Linked DNA regions of Mus musculus: region 2 is linked to region 1. Evidence: chromatin contacts called from public HiChIP or PLAC-seq data. All regions are on one chromosome and are shown on one strand. Each heading gives the region's core, a stretch centred on a gene start, on an enhancer-like site or on the middle of the called end of the contact. The rest is flanking DNA. Distances are from core to core; before and after follow the strand shown. Region 1 has its middle 15 kb from the start of 1700023C21Rik. Region 2 overlaps Arsg (arylsulfatase G).

Evidence for each region. HiChIP or PLAC-seq counts read pairs in DNA pulled down with a chosen protein or histone mark.
Region 2: an H3K27ac HiChIP or PLAC-seq map of regulatory T cells shows a contact between it and region 1, with 4 times the contacts expected there. The contact joins two enhancer-like sites. A contact is called at or near these places in 1 of 484 Hi-C or Micro-C datasets (embryonic fibroblasts) and 3 of 115 datasets of contacts at active chromatin or transcription factors (large pre-B cells, memory CD8 T cells and regulatory T cells).

What each region holds. Positions count from the first base shown.
Region 1 is chr11:109,856,974-109,863,901 of GRCm38.p6, forward strand. No RefSeq gene overlaps it. Among named protein-coding and RNA genes, the nearest start is that of 1700023C21Rik, 15 kb to the left of the region's middle. Within about 2 kb of position 3,823, at least 229 of the 459 cell types and tissues checked have an H3K27ac peak or open chromatin away from gene starts, as enhancers often do. A contact at or near this core is called in memory CD8 T cells and regulatory T cells, where this site is marked.
Region 2 is chr11:109,551,519-109,558,446 of GRCm38.p6, forward strand. It overlaps Arsg (arylsulfatase G), which reads left to right. Exons shown (of 14, transcript NM_028710.3): 12 at 6,433-6,553. Among named protein-coding and RNA genes, the nearest start is that of Gm39442, 23 kb to the right of the region's middle. Within about 2 kb of position 3,048, at least 63 of the 459 cell types and tissues checked have an H3K27ac peak or open chromatin away from gene starts, as enhancers often do. A contact at or near this core is called in memory CD8 T cells and regulatory T cells, where this site is marked.

The sequences.
Region 1 (6,928 bases), core at 2,573-5,072:
TGTAAAACTGACTGATTTGGGTCTACAACCTAACCCATCGCCAAGCAGAGACTGAGGGACTTACAGGGCCTGCCATTCCAAAGGCACTAAGCGCAGAGTATGGCAGAATCTACTCTATTTTTATTTCAGGAAACTTGAAAATTATGTTGACAAAAAAAAAACCAAAACCAACTTGTTTATTTTCTAGAGGTTTGCACAGGGCGTTCTTTCTGCTGTCTGGAACCTTATCTCTGAAAGGGAGACAATTTATGGTGCGGTAGGCAGCAGGCGCTTTCGTTTCTCCCAGGCTGTGACAGTGTCCCGAGGCTCTGACACTGAGCTGAATGCTGCAGCAGCACAGATGTGGGTCAGCGTGAGTCAATGAGTGGGTGGACAGAAGTAAGAATGGTGTAAAAGGGAGAAGCTTGCTTGCTCGTCCGAAATTCAGGAAAGTCGGTGCATCTCTGAGTGCGAGTCAAGACTTGTATCTCTGTGTGTGTGTAAGTGTGTGTATGCATGTGCATATGTGTATGCTATACATGTGTGTACTGTGCGTGTGGATGCATGTGTGTGTATGCTATATATATGTGTGTGTATACATATTTCTATGTATGTGTGCACACAACTGTGTGCATGTATGTGTATACTGTTGTACATATGCCTGCATATATTTGTGTATGTATATATGTGTATACATGTGTGCATATGCATATGTCAGGAGCCATCGAGGATAGGCTAAAGTTAGCAGGTGGACTTCCTGGAGGTACCCCCCCCCCGCCACCCTACTTTTGCATGGTCTGCGATGGGTGAGCTCTATGAGGCAACATCCCAAAGAGACTTCATCACAAGATTACTTCTTGCAGCTGATATGCCTTTCCTGTCATTAAATGAATATAAGAATCCCTGAGCATTAGCCCACCCTATTAATCAGACTTCCTGCAGATCAACATAAAGATGAACTTTCATGAATTAATGCTGTTTAGATGAATTAATGATTCTATAGAATTCCTGCTTTGATTTAAATAATTTTAGGAGGAAAGTTTTAAGTGATGGTTTTAGATGTTTTGCTAGAAATATCTAATAAAGTTAGAATCAAGAATAGAATGTGCCCACTTCTCATATAGTAAGTAAAGGCTGCCTAATAAGAAATACAATGAATAGCCGGGCATGGTGGTACATGCCTTTAATCCCAGCACTCGGGAGGCAGAGGCAGGTGGATTTCTGAGTTAGAGGCTAGCCTGGTCTACAGAGTGAGTTCCAGGACAGCCAGAGCTATACTGAGAAACCCTGTCTCAAAAAAAAAAAAAAAAAAAACAACCAAACAAAAGAATGAGCTCTCATAATCACACTAAAAAGGGAAGTAGACTTGGGACAAATTGGTGTTCAAGGAAAAACATTTAGGTCCAAGGATAAAGCCTATGTGGACCTATGTGTGTACTGTATGAGGCAAGGTCATGGAAAAACTGTTGCTTTGAACTTATAATGATCATACCGAATGAAACACTGCTTTAAACATAATATCAACATCTGTCTGTAACTCCCATTTATGTAACATTTTACCTCTGGGGTAATATTCTAAGGATTTTTTTTTTAAGAACATATACATAGGCCACAGAAAAGAAATAAAGTTGTTGGATGGTTTGGCTTACAGGGCTCTGCCCTATCCATCTATTCATAAACCCACCCAAATGTATATGCCTGTTTGTTTATTATACATATGAAGGTATGTGTATGTATGTAAGCATGCATGAACACTTGTGGAGTTGATGAGACAGATGGTTGGGCCCAACCAGTGTGCATGTGCATGCGTGTATGTGTGTGTGTGTGTAAGAATTTATGTCTAAAAGCTATTAAAAGATAAAAGCAATAAATAAAAGGTGATGTAACCATTTCATCCGATGTGTGTTTTCTGTGTGGCTGACTTCTTATTTCTTTCCTGGTTTACAGAGTTAACCAGCCAAGTCAGTAAGGGGCTCCTGGATGCCTGGCCAGAGAAGGGAGCTCTAGCAATAAATCCTTTACCTAGTCACTAGTCATCTCTGTTAGCAACAAGTATCAATAGGTCCAGAGGCCTGCAGCTTCTGCCCTCAGAGTAACTTAAAATCAAGATAGGTAAATGCTATTATAGAAAGCAACCCTACTCTCTCGCAAGATCAAGTCTTGCCCCTGCCAACACTCTCCAGCACCACACACCTCACTACCTTCAAGAGAGAACCAGAGCTCCAGAGCTGGCCCCCAGAACATATATATGCATGTATATATGTGTGCATATGAGCATATGCATATGCATGTGTGTGTGCATGAATATATATGCCTTTGTGTGTGTATGTGTGTGCCCTTGCACGCCGGTGTTTGACATCAAATGTGTTCCTTTTAACCTTTAATCTTCCCTACCTTTAGAAAACACAATACTTTTATTTCTTTTGTGAGAATCCATCCATGCATACAATGTATTTTGATCACCCTTCACTCCTTCCCCTAACTCTTCCCAAGTTCTTGTTTTTAGCCACTGGTTGCAGTTTGAGCTGCCCACATACTCATGGGTATGGGCAATCCACTGGAACTTAGGCAACCTCTCAGAGGCCACACCCTTAAAGAAAAATGGAGTCTGTCACTCCCAGAAGCCATCTATTGCCCATGCTCCTTAGTAAGTGGTAGGCTTGTGAGTCCCTCCATGCTGCAATGCTGACTGTCGTGGTCCTGTGCAGGTCTTGTACAGGCAACCACAGCTGCTGTGAGTTCACCAGTGCAGTGGTCCTACCGTGTCCGGAACACACATTTGCTCCGGTCCTCCCTGACCTCTGGCTTTGATTCTTCCAAAATATTCCTTTATGACTGATGTAGCAAGATGCCTATGAGTCCACCTTAGTATTTGAAAAAGGGTCTCTAACTGAGCCTGAAAGTCACTGTTCCAACCAAACTGGCTGGTTAGTAAGATCCAGGGATCTTCTCATCTGTACCCCCCCGCACCCCCCCCCCCCGAGAATCATGGGCCATGCCAATTCAATGCCCAGCTTACATGGGTGCTGGAGAATCCGAACTCAGGTGCGCATGAGGAACACCAAGTGCTTCACCCACTAAGCCACGCCTTCAGCCCCAGAAGCCATGGCTTCTAACTCTGGCATTGACCTTACTCCTGTATCTGGTTCTGTTTGTTTCCTCATTAAAAGCAGAAATGTAAAAACCTGAAGGCATTTTAAACCGTTCATACTGAGATCACGTGACTTAGAGAAACCCATGAATTAAGACGTTTTGAGACCTGTGGCTAAGTTCGGGGCTTAAATGACAGGGTAGAGTTCTGACGGCCAGCAGATAAACCAAACGGTTGCACAGAGGCACAGACAGATCCTGTCCCCCAAAGGATTGTGGGCAGCAGACATCCTGGGCGCAGCCTGAGTCATATCCGGTGTGCAAAAACATGCAAGTAAGCAGGCTACAGATCTTGGGTTTGGGCGACCTCAGTCTTTAGAGCAACCTCGATGATCGAGAAAGAAAGAAAACACAGCAAGGCACAGCTGTCTTTTACTGTAGGGAGAATTAGAGAAATGGGATAGTCAAACTTCGACAATGACACCCCCCCCCCCCACGCCCTTTCCTGCTGGCCCAGGGGTTTCCCATTTCCCTGGAGGAATTTGTGGGACTACTTTTAGCTTCTGCAAGGGAGGCGGCGTCTGAACAGGGACTTTTCTAGACCACAAAGACTGTAAACTTGCCTTTACTGGCCCTCAGCAATCTTCTTGGCTTAAATTGTATGCCTCTGCAGCTGCTTATTCATTGCTAGCTTTGAAAACCCCTGCAAACACGGCTCTGGATCCGATCTTTTCTCCAGAGAACCTGGCTCGCTGGGATAGAGCAGGAGCGCCACCGTGTGGCTGTGTGATTACTGCCGATTCTTTTTGGATGAGATAGGATGATGGGACTGGCTCATTTTTGTTACAAGGAAAGCAGGGCATCAGGGCCTAAGTGGGTCTGTGGCATCCCAAGATGATTTTAGTAGGATGTTGGTACATCACTTAGGGATCTCCAGAGAAGCAACTCATGCATATGTGGGTAGTAGCAAGCATGAAACTAGTGGGATGGGCTGGCCGACTGCAATAAGCAAAACTAGGGTTACAGCTCTTATCTATGTATCCTATCCTGTCTGTCCATCTGTCTGTCCTATTTATTGTGGATTTTTACATTTATCTTTATTTTTACATATTCACAGGTGTGTGTGTGTGTGTGTGTGTGTGTGTGTGTGTGTGTGTACAGGTGCCCACGAAGGCCCAGAGCTGGAGTTGCAGGTGGTTTTAAGTCAGCCGACATGGATGCTGGAAATCAAATTCAGGCACACAAGAGAGCAGCATGCTCTCACAACCACTGAGACATCTCTTCAGTCCCTAGGGTTACCGTTTTGAAGCAATACCACTTTGTAAAGAGCACTTCATGTCAAGTGGGTTTTCCCAGCATCAGTTATGAAGCCACTGGAGAACAAGTCACTGGAGTTTTATAGCAGGAGGGATAAGATGTACTAATGATGTAACAGACATTGATATGTCTTTCTTTTTTATTTTTTGCACAAACCCATTAGACTTGAATGAAGGGCTCAGCTCATCAGAGACTTTCCCATGGAACTCACATGTGCATCTTCTTTGGTTTGAAACAGGTGGTCCTATATGCATTACTTCCTTTGCTCTTTGCTGTGGCTAAATACTTGGAGAAACAAAAGCTCCTTTCTTTTATTTTAGGTCACTGTTTCAGAGGGTTCATCCTGGCTTTTAGCCTCACATGCTTGGGTAGAATATTATCCTGGGGGGGGGGGGCTCAGTGGAGGCTGTTCTTTGATTCTTAGCAGACAGGAAACACAGCTAAGGGGATTTTTTTTTTGGGGGGGGGGACTGGCATATGTAATTGTGGCATAAGCCATGAAGCTTGGCAACCAAGTAAGGTTTTTTTTTTTTTTTGAGGATGGCCCACCACTTTGCATGGCTGTGACAGGTGAGCTCTGACAGGCATGGACCCCAGAGACGTCATCCCAGGATTGCTTCTCACCGATGTTATGACTTTCCCATCACTATTACATAGCCCAATGATTCCTGGGCACCAGCCCACCCAATTGGGCAAATTTCCTGCAGATCAACATGAAGATGAACTTTCATAAATTAGTGCTGTTTAGATGAATTAATGACTTTATAGAATTCCTGGTTTGATTCAAATAATTTTAGGAAGAAAGTTTAAGGAGACGGTTTTAGTCGTTTTGCCAGAAAGATGTAATATAGTTAGAATCAAGAATAGAATGTACCCACTCCTCATAGAATAGTAAAGGCTGCATAATTAGGAACACAATGAGCTTTCATAAATTACAGGAAAAAAAAGAGAAACAGGCTTGGGGCAGAATTGTGATCAAGGAAAAACATTCATTCTAGGTCAGGTGCAAGGATGAAGCCACAGGTATGCACCATGATAGAGCAAGGCCATGGGAAACTGTTGCTTTGAACTTATAATGAGCTTATAGAATGTAACACTGCTTTGAACTTACTACGGACATCCTTCTGTAACTCCTTTTTGTGTAACATTTTATCTGTGGGCTAATTTTATAAAGAACTTTTGTCTAAGGAGTTATAAAAAGGCTGAGAGGGAAAAAAATAGTGTGGCTGTTGTGGCTTTGCTCCATTCGCCAAATGTACATATCTGTAAATATGTGTGTGTATGTATGTGTCTGCATGTACACACATATGTAGGTATATGTGCATGTATGTAACTATGCATGTGCATTTGTGAAATTGATGAAACTGATGGTTTTGTGTGTGTGTGTGTGTGTGTGTGTGTGTGTGTGTGCGCGCGCGGGTGGGCATGGCTTACTTTTTATCCTATTTCTTTCTCTCTGGCTCATGAAGGGTTACTGAGCTCCTTGGAGCCTCTCAGGCCAGTCAGAGACGCCCCAGTCAAAGAGTAAAGAGCCCAAGTAACTAAGTTTCTTTTCTTAATCCCTTGCGGCCATCAGCAGGAGTTAATTGCCAGAAGCCATCAGCTTCTTCCCCGCCCCCCCCCCCCACCCCAAAGTAAGAGAAAGTAAATGGCCTGAGGTTATCAGCCTCTGGTCCACCTACTCACTACTCCACCTCAGTGCCTGAATGTTAGGATGGGACCCGAACACAAGTGGAGGCTGTGAAGTCCAACAATGGCTGTCTGTACCCTAGAGAGGCAGAGAAGATGGAAGCCTCAGGCGGCCAGTGAAGACGCCCACTCAGATGCTGATGGGAGAAGTCACTAGTGAGACTCAGAGACCATCGAAGCTGGAGTCAGCTTTCCAATGGTGATGGAAGCAATCACAGATCACCGCCCCCCCCCCCCCCAAGAACGATGCCTTCACATGCTGGCTGTCATCTTCCTCTTCTTCATCCCTACCTGTTGGGTAGTGCTGTCCACAGCCAGGGAGGGTCTTTCTCTCTCAGTTATCAGTCCACGTGTCAATCCTGTTTGCAGATTCTCTCCAGACATACTCATTGGCCTCTCTAGGTCCTGTCAAATGAACTGCTTGTGAGATGGCTCAGCAGTGAAAAGTACCTGACACATAAGCCTAATGATCTCTGGCGCCCCTAGTGGCAGGAAAGAACAGACTCCTGAAAGTTGTCCCCTGAGCTCCACACTTATGCCATGGAATATGCTCACACCCTTCACCCTACACTTATTAACTAATTAAAAAATTAAAAATTAAACTAATTAAAAATTAACTGTCACTCTATGCAACGGTGCCTTCAAATCCCATTATAAACGTAATCCCAAGCATTTTGCTTCATCGTCTTCTGCATACGTATCAAAGCACTGACATCCCTTTTCAACGCAATGGCCACTCCTGATTCCCAACACCCATGCGACTGGCTCACCTCCTGACCTCTTGTTTTCCTCACAGGAACTATCCATGGGGTTCTCTGACCATATCTATCTTTTTAAAAAATTCTGATTATAT
Region 2 (6,928 bases), core at 1,798-4,297, 310 kb before region 1:
ATTTCTCAATGGAGGACCATACCTAGCTCTGTACCTGAGATGAGCATCTTCATCCCATTTCTCAATGGCGGACCACACCTGGCTCTGTGCCTGAGATGAGCATCTCTATCCCTGTTGTCAATGGAGAACCACACCTGGCTTTGTGCCTGAGATGAACATCTTCATCCCTGTTGTTGATGGAGGACTGGCCACATATGTTGCTTGAGATGGACATTCCCCATCCCTGTTGTGGAAAGAGCATCACATCTGGCAAGAATGGAGGCAAGCCAGAATTGGCTGGGCCAATAATCTCATTGGAAAATCAGCTAGAGTTGCAGAGGAGCCCTGAGCTACCCTGGGGGCCGGGTGGTGGGTCTGCGGATATGAATAAGACAGTGGTTATATGGAAGGGGTAAAGGTCGGCAGGCTCTGTCTTGTCTGCAGGCATAGAATTGGGTCCAGAGACAGAAGCTGTAAAGATCCCTTGTCTACAGCATGTCCTGTGGTACCCAACCATGCATCTCTCTTCAAGGCCCTCTGCTCCCTCCTGGCTGCGGTGAGGGTTGAGGGAGATGGGTCAGTGTCTCTTTCCAGCCTGCTGGGCTGATGTCCATGATTCACCATTTGTGATCTGGTATTCCCGACACTCAAGTATCTCTGAAGTAGATGCTTTTTGTCTGTAAGAGAGATTCCAGGGTGGGGAGCTACTGAGATGGGCTGCCAGTCAAACGTGAACACGGGCTAGTCCCTGAAGCCTCTGCAGTGTGACTAAGACCAGGAAGGGGTGGGAACCTAGCCTTTTTTCAGGGATAATGAGAGGGACTAAACAATGCAGAAAGAAAATTACAATTAAATGCTAAAAAAGAACCTGTTTCTGGATCCTCGGGACAGTTCTATTCCTCCACTGGAGGTGGTTCTCTTCCCAACTCTTCTATTCTTGGCATCTTTCTGTACTTATCTCCCAGGGAGAGAGGAGATGAGAGTCACTCCTTTATCTGGGTCCAAGTATCCCCAACCCTTCCCTGAAAGCCCCCTGTCTTAGTTAGGGTTTTACTGCTGTGAACAGACACCATGACCAAGGCAACCCTTATAAGGACAACATTTAATTGAAGATGGCTTACAGGTTCAGAGACTCAGTCCATTAACATCAAAGCAGGAGTATGGTAGCATCCAGGCACACATGGTACAGGAGAAGCTGAGAGTTCTTCTACCTTTTCATCTGAAGGCCTCTAGGAAAAAGTAGGTTTTCACATGGTTAGGAGGAGGGTCTTATTGCCCACACCCACAGTGACACACTTCCTCCAACAAGGCCACCCCTCCTCGAGCAAGGTCATACCTCCTAATAGTGCCATTCCCTGGGCCAAGCATATTCAAACCACTACATCCTCTTCTCTCTACCCATCCTTGGGTCAGATTTCCCCCTAGTACAACCGTGCTCAGCTTCTATGGAAACCCTCCCTCCTGTCCTCTCCCTGACACTCACCCAACATTGGAGCCCAGGGCTGTTCTACCAGAAGGAAGCCCCCATGTGACCCTTCATTCCTTGCTCACATAGCCTGGGGTACAGCAGGCAGAGCCTTTAGTACCCTCCTCACAGCCACCCAGTCAATTCCCTTTGATACCTTGTTTGGATGAGAGCACTAACCTAACCGGTTGGATGGGTCCCCACCCCCTGGGAGGATCTGAAACAAAACAGTTGCTTGAATTTAGAACTCCAAAGCAGCCTGGACAGCATAGCAAGATCTTATTTTAAAAACAAACAAAAAAAAGGTTTCAGAAACGTACACATCTCCTATGAACAAATGTCAGAGAACCACGAAAAAGACAATAGTTTTGTAAGGATGGAACGATGCGGAAGAGCGACTCCAGCTTACTCAGGGGTCACGTTGCCCACTCCCAGGCTAGCCTTTTGTGTCACCATGCAGAGGCCTCTCTATCTCAGCTATCTCCTTTCGTGAGTGGGCCCTGCCTTCCTTTCCACTATCAGAGGGCTTGTGAAGTAGTGTTTGTGGGACAGAAACCCACTTATACATCAGACCCATAAAGGACAATGCCAGAGCCTGTAAGATATTTACGTGAGGGGAGCAGGGATGTAGCTCAGTTGGTAGAGTGTTTGCCCAGCACACACAAAATCTAGGGTTCGATCCCCCAGCACTGCCTATACAGGGTTTGGTGGTGCAGTAATCTCAACACTAGAACCTAGCCTTGGATACGTGACAGTCTTGTCTCAAAACAAGATAAAGAAAATACTTGGGGCTAGGGAGGTTTCTCAGTGGATAGAAATACTTACACAAGCACAGAACCTGAGTCTGAGTCCCCAGAATCCACATCGGAATAGCCCAATGTATGCCTGTGACCCCAGCACTCTGAGGGATCACACACACACACACACACACACACACACACACACACACACACACACACATACACACACACACCCCAAAGAAGAAAGGAAAAGTACTTTAAAGTGGGATAAAATAGCATCTTTATATATTTGTCTTCACATCAATAGTTGTAAAATGTAATTTCGTTTAGGCTTCATTATGCCTTTTGGGTGGCGAGGTGTGTGTGTGTGTGTGTGTGTGTGTGTGTGTTTGTGGTGGGGGGAGGCAGTATGTACATGCGAGTACAGCTACCCACAGAGGTTGAAGTTACAGGAAGTTCTGAGCTGCCTAATGTGGGGCCTGGAAATCAAACTTAGGGCCTCTGCAAGAGCTGAGCTGTCTCTCCAACTCCTCTTTTTTTTAAGAAAAAAAAAAAAAAAAGGACAGGAAACCCCATGAAAGCAAGGATAAAAAGCCAAGCATCCCAGTGAACGCATTGGAAGTGCAGGGTTGGTTTTGCAGGTTTGGGGTTTGGCTTTTTTGTTGTTGTTCTTTGCTTGTTTGCTTGTTCTATTTCTTCAAGGCTTCTGAGACTTCCAGGACCTGTTTCTTGGGTTAAGACTGAGGCCTGGAAAGCCATCAGCAGCCTCTGTAAGACAAATCTGCCCTCTATCAGCAGCCTCTGTAAAACAGATCTGCCCTCCAGGTTCACATGCAGGAAAGCCCAGGTCTGTGTGTTGCATGGAGCATTTCCTGGTCACAGGCTTAGCTCAGGGGCTGGGCTCCTGCCATTCTCCGACGAGTGACTGACAGCCCAGGCATGCCCAATGCTGGACTTGGCTCCCCTGAGCAGTGAGAGTCACCAAACCTGTTGAAGAAGTTTTCTTTGTGTGAGGCAGTTCTTCTTGAGTTCTGTGTAGATTAGAAACCTCTGAAGGGCATGCCACACTGACACACTGGGATTCCCTGGAGTGTTTAGATCTGGATTAGTGCTGTGGTAAGATGCCAAACCTCGTGATGCAGAGGAGGAAAAGGATGGAAAAAGGAAAGTATGTAATTCATTCTGAAAGTCAATACAGAGTCTCCCAGACTTGCTGATTTGACCCGTCTGTGACGCTGATGTCTCCGAAGACCACAAAAGAAAGCCTACAGTCTACTTCGTGTGTGTGTGTGTGTGTGTGTGTGTGTGTGTGAGAGAGAGAGAGAGAGAGAGAGAGAGAGAGAGAGAGAAAGAGAGAGAGAGAGACAGAGAGAGACAGAGAGAGACAGAGAGAGAGGGAGAAGAGATGGCTTATTGGTCAAGAGCCTTCTCTGAGCAATAAAGAAGACTGGGTTTTAGATCCCAGCACCCACGTAGCAAACTGGGCAGCCTGTGCTTCCCTGCAACCTCAGCTCAAGATGGGCAGGGTGAGACGGCATGAAAAAAATCAACGGGCCTTGCTGGCTTCGATCTAGCAGAGAAGATGCAAGCCCCAGGTTCAGGGAGAGACACTGCCTCAAAGGAATAACCAGTGACAGATAGAAGACATCCAATACCTTATTCCCGCTTCTGCATATGCATACAGGTGTGTTGGCATCTCCACATAGGTATGCACACCATACTCAGATGTGTAGACATCTCCACATAGGTGTGCACACCCCACACAGGTGTGTAGACATCTCCACATAGGTGTGCACACCATACTCAGGTGTGTAGGCACCTCCACATAGGTGTGCACACCCCACACAGGTGTGTAGGCACCCCACATAGGTGTGCACACCACACACAGGTGTGTAGACATCTCCACATAGGTGTGCACACCACACACAGGTGTGTAGACATCTCCACATAGGTGTGTACACCACACACAAGTGTGTAGGCACCTCCACATAGGTGTGCACACCCCGCACAGGTGTGTAGACATCTCCACATAGGTGTGCACACCACACATAGGTGTGTAGACATCTCTACATAGGTGTGCACACCCCACATAGGTGTGTAGGCACCTCTACATGGGTATGCACCCCCCCACAGGTGTGTAGGCACCCCACATAGGTGTGCACCCCCCGCACAGGTGTGTAGACATCTCCACATAGGTGTGCACACCACACAGGTGTGTAGACATCTCCACATAGGTGTGAACACCACACACAGGTGTGTAGACATCTCCACATAGGTGTGTACACCACACACATGTATTCATAACACACAAATTAAAAATCTCTATTGTGGTGCCTGTTTTTCTTTCTTATGGGTTTGATGCTGATGTCCCTCAGGGGTGCAACTCTGTGTGGTGTGTGTGTGTGTGTGTGTGAGAGAGAGAGGGGGGGAGGGAGAGAGAGGGAGGGAGGGAGGGAGGGAGAGAGAGAGAAAGAGACTGAGCTTGAACAGCCCTAAACCATCTCACCCCTTGCAGGCCACACTGTAGACCTGCCTGTTTCCTGGTTTGTGGCAGGGACCTTGGACTCTGGACAGGATTCCAGAGTGTTCTGTACTCTGTTGCACGCTGACTCCGCGTGCCTTGACTGCACACCAGTGTGGGATGCCAGTTCCTGGAGTGCCTATCTCAAGAGATAAGCTACCAGTTTTGTGAACTGTGAAAGCTACAGGCAAATAGAAACACTTTGTCCCGTAGTCAATGGGAAACTCTGCCTTAGGGTCGTAGGCAGCGCCCTGGAAAGAGGAAGGATAACCCTGAAGTCTGATGCTGTCCTGGTCTCTGGGTACCAGGACCTCTTTTCTGGGAAAGTCCAACCGTGCCAGAATCCATGTGGGCCCAGCACCCTGGTTCTGGCAAGTCCCACTGGCTGTCAGTTTCTTTGGCCCCTCTGCTCTTCCTGACGACCCACCCCTGTCTCATGATATGAGCACAGTAGATGTGTGGGAGGTATGCAGTGTGGTAAAGTTCCACATGACTTTAAAACAACATCACAAGTCACAAGCCTGCAGTCTTAGCCCTCATAACGTGGAGACAAGATGCTAAGGAATTCAAGGCAAGTCTGGGTACGGGAAACTGTCTTAACAAACAACGTAGAAACGAGTAAAATCACATTAGCAAGATCCACTGAAAATATGACTAGTGGACAGGGCTTGGGAGATGGACCCTGGGGACAGTTCTTGCTTTGAGAGCCTGAAGGCCTGCATTTGGATCCCCAGTACCTGCGTACAAGGTGGACACCAAGGCACACCTGTAAGCCCAGTGCTGGAGGGAAAGAGATCCTGGGACTTCACTGTTCAGACAAGCTGAAATAGTGAGAGACCCTGTCTCAAAAGAAGGCAGGGGGGGGGGTGGTGGTGGTGGCAGGGGAGGGACATCTGATGGTGACCTCTGGCCTCCATACACAGGCACCTATGGGCAAACATTCACAGGCATATATCCTGCACACACACAAGTAAGAATTTGACTTCTTAATAAATTAATATTAATATTTTTAATATTAAAATTAATACCCTCAAGTGACAGACTAGTTATGTGGGTTTTTTTTTCTTTTTGTATTTCTGTATGTCCTAAAGTGTTTTATTTTTTTCCCACTAAAATATTCACTGTTTTGTAAAGAGGGGAGAAGAGTTAGAGGCAAGTGGCAGACGTGAAGTGTTTCACACATCACAACTAAAATCTCACACACTCCACCTAAAGACTACATTTTCATGAGAGATACTCGGGCGATGAAAAATGAGCTGAGTGTTTTCTTGCAGACACCCGCCACCCTGCCACGTGCTATTCCTGATAAGACCGTGGCCAGCTCTTAGTTTTGGGGGTTCAAAGGTGTGGCGCTGTTAGTAATTATCAGACAAACAACCAGCAAGTGCCCGGCTTTGTCTTAGACTTATCTTCTCTGAGTGTCTTGCACGCACGCACCCCTGTGAGGCAGCTATTGTTATTAAACCACATGTTTTACAGGACAGGAAACTGAGGCAGTAGATGTCACATAAGTGGTACAGCTGGACTTGAACCTATACGGCGTCTGGCCACATCCTGCCTCTTAAAGCAGAAATCTCAGAAAGAGCTCCAAAGAGAAATAAACTGGGCTGGCTTTAGGAGAGGTGGCCTGCTTTTGTCCTGGTCTGGGGCAGGTAGGTTCCGGTCATAGGAGGGCTGGAGAAAGACTTGGAAGAGTTGAGAAAAACTGTACCTTGTTCTTTCTGCAGCTTGCTAGACATCTTCCCCACCGTGATAGCTCTGGCAGGAGCCAGCTTGCCCCCAAACCGGAAATTTGATGGACGGGATGTCTCTGAGGTGCTCTTTGGCAAGTCACAGATGGGGCACAGGGTAAGTGGAGGAAGCTTGTGTCTGGACTGTGTCTCACGACTCACGCCTACTACTTTGATACAAATGACCACCCCCCAGAAGGTGCATGCCAGTGGCTGATGAAGGAAGACCCTGGGCAAAAATCCCAGTGATGAATTTCAGAGACGAACTACATCCAACAATTCAGTCTGTTAGTCCAGATTTGTATTTATATTCATTCAACATTTTGGTTTACTGTAGAGATATGTGAGTATTATCTCTAAGGCTTAATTTTATTCTTCTGTCCACGTTCAGTTTTCTGACATAATTTGGGCACCCAGCATATTTTTGTTGGATAAGATTCCTGTCCAGTTCTAGGCTCTTCTGGAATGTAAACTCTCGGGGGGGGGGGGGGGA